2 separate regions of the Nomascus leucogenys genome follow, and region 2 is linked to region 1. The links are chromatin contacts, called in public Hi-C maps. All regions are on one chromosome and are shown on one strand. Each heading gives the region's core, a stretch centred on a gene start, on an enhancer-like site or on the middle of the called end of the contact. The rest is flanking DNA. Distances are from core to core; before and after follow the strand shown.

What was found. A called contact is a pair of places that touch in the nucleus more often than the background predicts.
Region 2: a contact with region 1 is called in a Hi-C map of an unstated tissue, with 1.8 times the contacts expected there. The contact joins the enhancer-like site here to the promoter of IHH in region 1. A contact is called at or near these places in 2 of 4 Hi-C or Micro-C datasets (a lymphoblastoid cell line and an unstated tissue).

The regions. Positions count from the first base shown.
Region 1 is chr22a:119,735,171-119,739,180 of Asia_NLE_v1, forward strand. IHH (indian hedgehog protein) reads right to left here and starts at 1,722. Exons shown (of 3, transcript XM_030803137.1): 1 at 954-1,722. The coding sequence starts at 1,268.
Region 2 is chr22a:119,782,348-119,786,357 of Asia_NLE_v1, forward strand. All of the region lies in intron 5 of NHEJ1 (non-homologous end-joining factor 1), which reads right to left. Among named protein-coding and RNA genes, the nearest start is that of IHH, 47 kb to the left of the region's middle. Within about 2 kb of position 2,159, the one cell type or tissue checked has an H3K27ac peak away from gene starts, as active enhancers do. A contact at or near this core is called in a lymphoblastoid cell line, where this site is marked.

The sequences.
Region 1 (4,010 bases), core at 472-2,971:
GCTGAGGGCCCTGAGTCTAGCTGCTCTTCCCAATGGATCTAGAAAGCCAGGGGCCTGCTTTCAGGGGGAAGCCTCGGGAGAACCCGAAGGAAGGGGGTGAAGGTCTCTCCCCTCGCGGACCTGCCTGCTGGGAAGGAATTTGCGCCTCTAAGCTTGGGTGGAGCGCGGGTCCTGCTCCCAGCATGCAGAGACTAGCGTCAGTCCTGGTCCCTGCCTCCCTCGGCATCTCAGCCCCTCTCTTCCACTCCTTCCCGTCCCCACCACCAAGCCCAGGAATCCCCTAAGCTCAGTCCCAGAGCCCGAAGGCCCCAATAACCCACCCTTCCACCGCAGTAGCACTCCTCAGCTCTCCGGACAGACACGTGGGCTCGCTGGGCGGGTTCCCTTTCCCACCTCCGCCTCCCTATTCAACTCTTCCTCGCTGTTCTTAACCCCAGACCCAGCCGGGACGCTGCTCCTGGAAGGGGCAGCCCATAGAACCAAGAGCGCACAGGGAGGAAAGGCCGTGGTGCCCCTACGCACCCAGAGATTCTTTGCCTCAGGGGTGCCGAAAGGTTTCAAAATGAAAGGGGCACAGCTGTGCAGAAGGTTAGGCCGGGAGGGACTGCGTGGGTCCTGGAGGCGCAGGAGGCAGCCGGGTAGAGGTACCTCCGGGTGCAGCGTCTGGCTGAGCTGCCAGTATTTTGGGGCAGAGGAGCCGCCGCCAACCTGCTGGGCTGTGGGGCTTGGCAGCGGGGAGCTCTTCTAGCAGTCTCCGCCGGGCTTGGGGATGCCGACACTCCTGCCTGGACCCCTGGCCAGCCCATCTTGGGCAGACGGCAGCAGGGCTTGGCGAGAGGGGCAGGTGCCAGGGAGCGTGCCAGCCAGTCGAGAAAAGGTGCCAGGGGGTGGGTAGGGCCGGGCAGGTGGCGGTGCTTCGGTGGCGGCGCGCTGGCAGGGCGGATCGCGCTCACCTGGGTCATGAGGCGGTCGGCGCCTGTGTTCTCCTCGTCCTTGAAGATGATGTCTGGATTGTAATTGGGGGTGAGCTCCTTGAAGCGCTCGGAGCTGCGAGCGATCTTGCCTTCATAGCGTCCGCTGGCGCCCAGGGTCTTCTCGGGCACGTTGGGGCTGAACTGCTTGTAGGCAAGCGGCACGAGTTTGCGCGGCGGTCGCCGGCGGCTGCCCACCACCCGGCCCGGCCCGCAGCCCCATGCCGCCGGCACCACCAGCAGCAGCAACAGGAGCAGGCAGAAGTGCAGTCGGGGCCGGAGCCGGGCGGGAGACATGGCCTGGGAGCCCGGGGGAGCGGCGGGCGAGGTCTCCTGGTGGGCTGATGGGCAGGCGCGTCGACGGGAGCGCTGCCGGGGCTCAGGCGTCCATGTGGCTCCGGGGGGCTCCAGGCGGGGGCGCCATGGGCGGCGCGGTGCGGCCAGGGCCGGCGGGACTCAAGTGCGGGGCGGGGGCCCGGGGCCCGAGCTGGTGGCGGCGCGCTGTCCCCCTCGGCGCCTCGACTCTGAGCTGCCGGGCTCGCCGGCCGCCAATAAATAGGCCGGCCCGTTTGTTTTGGCAACGCGGCGGCGGCGGGGGGCGGCGGGCGGCGGGGCTGCGGGCCGCCGGGCTGGGCTGGGCTGGCCGGGCCGGCGGGCTGCAGGGCCCCGCGGTTAGCACCCCGGCCCGGCGGTCAGGCGGCTCGGGCGGAGCGGGAGCTGCTGCCGTCTGCGGCGCAGCCCGGGGCCGAGTGAGAGGGGAAATGGAAGAGATCCGGGCTCGGGCCCCGCGCAGACCGCACCCTACCCATGTCCCTGCCTCCTGTGCGCTCGACAGCGAACCTGCAGCAAGGGCAGCACAGCCTCCTCCCCCTCGGGCGGGCGGCCCCGGCACTAGCCAGCCCTCGTCCCGCTCGCGCCTCCGCCGCGCGTCCGCCCGCCCGCTGCCCTCTGCGCCCCCTGCGCTGCCCGAGTTTGCCCTCCCCGCCTGGACGCGCCCCACCCCGCCCTGGCCTCGCCTACTGGCTCTTCGCGGCTCTGGGGTGCCCCGCCAGGCGCAAACCTCCCGGACAGGAGCTGCCACCCCCACGGAGACCGCAACCCACGGCGCGGCCGGACGCGAGGGGCGGGGGGCAGTGGCCGGACCGCACAGCCGCCTACGGTGTCCCCTGCGGGGAAGCAAACCCAAAAGGCAGGAGGCCGCTCATAACCTGGTGCCCCACCCTGGCCCAGGCGACGCGCCCTTTCAGCTTGGTGGAGCTGGGTTCTGTATCAACGTGGGGATGGAGAGTCTAGCCTTTAGAAGAGTCAAATAGGGGGTTTTAAGTTGGAAACACTGTTGAAAGTGACAATATGAAGTTGCAAACGGATAGGTCAATATGCAGAGAAGGGTAGCTAAAACGGTGACGTCAACAGAATACCGAGGAACCCCGACTGACCATGTTAAAGAGGAGCAGCAAAGGTCTCAGTAACGGGGGCTTGGTATGAATGCCAAAGTGATGCAAAGCCACCGGAACTGCTAAATAATTACTTGGTTCTATATTACACATTTAAAAGAGCAGAGAATATGTAGAAACAACTAGGAACGTGAACATGTGTTACGTGTTTTTATATGACATTCGGGAAAGCTGAATGAATTAGGATCCCATCTGCCAAAACAAGTAAAGGCAAGTGTGTTAAAAGCAAACAAAAAACATCACCACCACAACACCAAACTATATGATTTGACTGTAATAGATTCTACAAATCCCATAAAGGTAGAAATGAAAAGATGAGAAATAAAAAGACTTAAAAATTCTCACTCAAATGCTATTAATACAATAGGTACCATTTTATTGGTACTTATATTCCTGAACATGGGAGTTATTAGATATTATTGTACTACGTCTTCTACTTGCATTATCTAATTTAAACTCAAAACGGCCAAAGGAGCTATTACTGTCCACATTTTACCAATGAAGATATTGAAGTTCAGAGAAGATGAACAACTTGCTAGTGGCTGAAAAGCAGGGATTGAAGCCCATGACTCTGGCCCAGCCCCAGTTTTCGCCTATGCAGGTGCATTGTCCCTCTGTGCAGGACCAATCCACTCAACACCACTGGGTTCGGGGCTGAAGTAGTTGTTCACAGATTTACTCACACTCTCTGGATCAGTTTTATAAACACAAATTCAGGATTGGATGAGACTCAAGAGAGTGCTTAATCTAAGTGCTTGATATTACAGAAAAGGAAACTGAGGCCCACAGAAAGAAATTTAGGATTGCTCCACTAGGAGTGGAGTGGTGCCTGCAATGTGGAAACAAAATGGATCGCCTCCTTTCCTCCCCTTTGCCCGCACCTTCCCCCAACCCCACATGTTCTTTCTTGCATTAGCATTCAGATTCTGTTTCCTAGTCAAAGATGAATGTTGCTTCTTTTCCCTGAAAGCTTTCCAAGTGCTTTAACTTGTATTTTCCAGGGCTCAAGAACTATCTCTGCGATATTCTCCATCCCCTTTCCCTCCTGCCCCACTACCTCAGATTTCTGGAGCAGGGTCAGTACCTCTCACAAACCAGACAAACAGGGGCTCTCTGTTTTTATGGAGTTCCATGAAAGAAAATTCCATAGGCTTCTGCGGTCACCTATCCCAGTGTTTAATAATATTCTTCTCTATAGAGAAGTTTCGCCTTAAATTTAATCTACCTCCCTCCCTCTCTAATGCAAATTCAACTCGTTCCTCTTTTTCTGACCTTAGGGATTAGGGCCATTATCCTGCTGATTATCCTTCATGCATTGTCTTGAAGAGTTGTTAAATTGCTTTCAATCTTCTTTTCTCCAAGTAAAAGACAATTTCTTTAAGTTCTCTCAGAGGTTCTAATTTATAACCATTTATTAGCTTTTCCATTCTTCTCATTTCTCCTCTCTCAGACTGTAATTCTAACCTATTAAATACAAATCTGGTAAAGATCTGATCCATGTCAAATAAGTTTTTATGCTATAAGTACTCCCATAGCTTGCCATCAGGTGTGCCTCTGCAGCAGAGCTACCTCGTTGGTTGAGACT
Region 2 (4,010 bases), core at 909-3,408, 48 kb after region 1:
GTCCCCTAGTGGTTGAGAACAGTATTGACAGCTGCAAATGTCTAGCTAGAGAGCTCCAGAACTGACAGAATTAGGGTAGTTGCTGCAGTGAGATCAGCACACATGGAAACTTTAATTGCTGCTCTCTCTACCCAGGGTGTTCCCTTACAAGAGGGTGCAAGATCTATCAAGGCTACTTTGAAGAATCAGAGGTTCCCTAGGAAACAAAGGGGAAGAGAGGAGAAGTATCACCCACAACTTAAGTCTCAAGAATAAGATGCCTACATAGTAAATGAAGAGAACAACTTTTACTACATGACAGAAGGTGGTAGAGAAAGAGGGATATACATAAACAGACTCAAGACTAGATAATCAATGCTGGAAACTTCGCAGTAATCTTCCAAAAGGCACCCCCCCACACACACAAAAAAAGCAGAAACCACTAGAAAATTAAGAAAACCTTGAAAATGTTCTCAAGAGGGAAAATGATGCTAAAAGAAACCCAGATGTGGTGAATATAAAATGAATGGAATTTTGGACTCATTCCTACTGTCAGCCTCTCTTAGAATTGAGGCAAAGGCAATTGCAGACTTGGGAAGAAAGGCTTAACTTGACCAAATTAAAATGGCCTAAAGCCATGGAGAGACCATGGGTAAAACAGAAACACACATCAGCTGGGGTGGAAGGCAAGCACTCAGATGTATCACAGGAACTGAGGGAAATGAAGAGGATTCACCAAGGTAAACCTGATTATAGTTGAGTGCTGTCACTGCTTGATTGAGAGGGGGATATTCTGGTTAAACATATCTTCTAGTTTAGTATTTACCATTTGTTCCATAAGCAGATTACTAATTTTCAAATAATTAGAAAGTATATTATAAAATAAAAATAACACACCTCATAATCTTCCAGTAACATAGGGTGTTAATCAAAAGTATCAACTGTCACTATAGTCTAAGGTTTGTGCAGAATCTGGTCTGTTATTGACTTGTCAAAGATCTGGCTAAGAAGAAATATCTAGAAAGATGTAGGTGGCACCAGATTTCCATGGCCAGACAGGAAAGAGACTTTTTTTAGTTCAAAGAACTTGTACAGTAAGACATGTGGTTAATTATCACAGCAATGGGACAGAAGGGAAACCCTGCCACATCTGTTTTGACAGCTCACTAGACTGCAAGCTCTATGAGAACAAGGACTTTGCTTTGGTCGCTGCTCTGCCACTGCCTCTAGAACAGTGACTGGCACATAGGAGGTGTTCACAAAGTATTTAAAGAAGAAATATTAACAAATGCTGTTCCATTTAATATGCCCTTTTCTCATTCTTTCAAAAAAACCTCTTGAAATAAAGAATGAATTCTGTTCATTCTAATACACCGTCTTCCTATCCTCTAATTAGGGAAATCTCATTTATGAAGGTCCAACTCAAATTTCTTCTCTTCCTTAAAGTCTTCCCTGATCCCTTTCTGCTGCCTACAATCCTCCCTCCTTCAAATGGCCAGAATTAAATCTTCTTTATTCATTTTCCCATGGTACGTTACTTGGACCTATATTTGCTCTCATTTCGTTCTATACTGTATTTCAATTCAGTATTTACATGTCCAATTCTTCCATAGGGTTATAAGCTCCTTGAAGGCAAGGTTTCGGTTTCAGTTATCCTTGAAGATCCATCTTCTAACATAATGCCTTGCAAATAGTAACTACTTAAATGTCTTTTAAGTTTAATAAAATAGAATTATATTCTTGGTGTTTAATAAGGAACCAGCATATACTAAGTACTCACTAAACGTTCATTCCATGAATGAATGGAAAGAAAGGTAATACCAGCAAAACTAAGCTGCCTCAAATCCCAGGACTAGGAGGCATCATGCCTTGAAGACAGAGAAATGGTCTTTTTCTCTTGGGTCTAAGAAGACCTTGCCTGGCTCCTGCGCCCAATGTCAGGCACCCTGGCACCAAAACTGTAGAGATAAGTTTGAAGAAGTTCCAGGAAGGGTCACATAATTGACTTGGGGTGGGGGAGGAAAGGATAAAAAAGGAGCGATTAGGGGCTCAAGTTAGACAGATGGCCTAAGTGACGTCTGAGACTAGACACGATAACCTTCTGCTAACACTGGGAGAGTGTAAACACCCAAGAGGGGAGGAATTGTTTAGCCTGGTCCAGTGGGCTCAAAGTAGGAGAAAGGATGAGACAAGGGATGGGAGATCAAAGCCCTGCGACAGAAAGCCAAGCAAAAGAGACACTGCTCTCCTTGGACTCAGAGAAAACAAGGCCATATACATTTTCACAGATATCTACAAGTGTTATATCCTCATCTTCAGGCATAAAGGAGGCCTACAACAGATGGATTACTGAAACCTAATACAAAGAGCCTATGCTTGGAACAGAAAGCCCTTTTACCATTATGCAAAATGTAGCTCCATACTCAATGTTATTAAACAGTGCCCAAAAAACCCACAGATTCAGGCTGTGCTCATAAGTAAAAGCACCTTCAAGAGTAGATGAGAAAAGAAAAAGTACAGAGAGTCAGCAAAGCAGTGAACTGGAATCCCACAGTTTGGTAAAATGCATGAAATTTCTAACCTGTGTTCTCATTTGCTGTTTTCCATTTTACTCTAACAAAAACACCTCTCAAACTGGCATTTGCTGAAAAAATATTCATTTTTCCTATTTCCCATTCTACTCCAAGTCGGCCTACCTGCCTTCTAGTAAGCTTGAGTGGGCTTCAATGGTGCCCACAACATTGACAGTGAGTGCTGAGAGAGTGATATAGAAGATATGGTGTCCTGCTTCAACAAGCTTCTAATCTACTTGAAGAGAAAAAAGGTAATTATGTGAAAACAGCAAGAAAATAACTGCAAAGAGACATATGATATATGCAAGAGAAAGGAGGATAAATGAGCTCTATAACTGCTAATGATCTGTCAAATCAGGGGAAGATAACTGAACTGATCATTCAGGGAGGGCTTCCCAGCAGAAGCGAAATTTTCTTCCTAAAGAAGAAAAATAGAAATCGATTGATTGAAACCAATTTATGGTTTACAAAAGCTAGAAGGAACCTCAGGGTATATCTGATCAAAATTGCTCGCCTGACAGATGAAGCCCAGGGAGCATAATAATATGCCCAGGTGACAAATCAAAAAAGTGGAAGAACTGGAATTCAAATCAAAGTATTCTGAATTCAAACTCCAGGGCAGATGACAGGAACAAATGCAGAGAAGCAAGAAACAGCAATGTCTATCAGGAAGAAAGTACGCAGACTGGCATCGTGGGGACAGAGGAACTGTTTCATAGAGTAAGGAGAACTAAGAAGCCCCAGGCTGCTCCCAAATAATCTTAGTTGCTCCATATGGACCCCACTTCTCTCTCTCTCTTCAGGAACATCCACCATACCTTAAATTAGTGGCAGGTGCCCCACAGGACTTATGTATTTCCCATACCACATGCCCTGCTCTGGGGCCTAATCTCCCTCTAAGGGCCACAATTCTCACTCCCAGAGTCTGTACTGGTTCTAAGGGCCCTAGAAGCTCCAAGATATACATATGGCAAAACTAACCAAGAAGTTACTCCACATACAAACTTCTTGTTCTGCTTATAGCCCCACCCTCCTCTCTTGCCCCACCAACAATGAGGAAACCAGATGTACAAATGGTTAACAGAGAAAAAAAAAAATCCCACCCAGACCACTTGAAACGCGGCTAGTCTGGCTGGGCTTCGAGTCCGCTCAGCGACTGCGCCATGACTGCTATTTATAGCTTCTGGGTGCCCAGCCCAGCTTCCAGGTCACTAATTGTGGCCCAGCCCTGAGCCAACCCCCACACCTCCTCCCCTGCCCTGTAATACAGGGAACAAGAAGAAAATCTAGCTTTGTCCAGCCCAGGAAGAACAGCCAGGAGTGAGATCTGAATCCAAGACCCTGTATTATATGCCTTGTGAACAGTATCAAAACTGTCAGAAGGCTCTGCCCTCGTTCCACACATCTTGAAGAGCTGAGTGTCCCTCCTTCCACAGCAGCCTCCTTTCCTGAATTCTC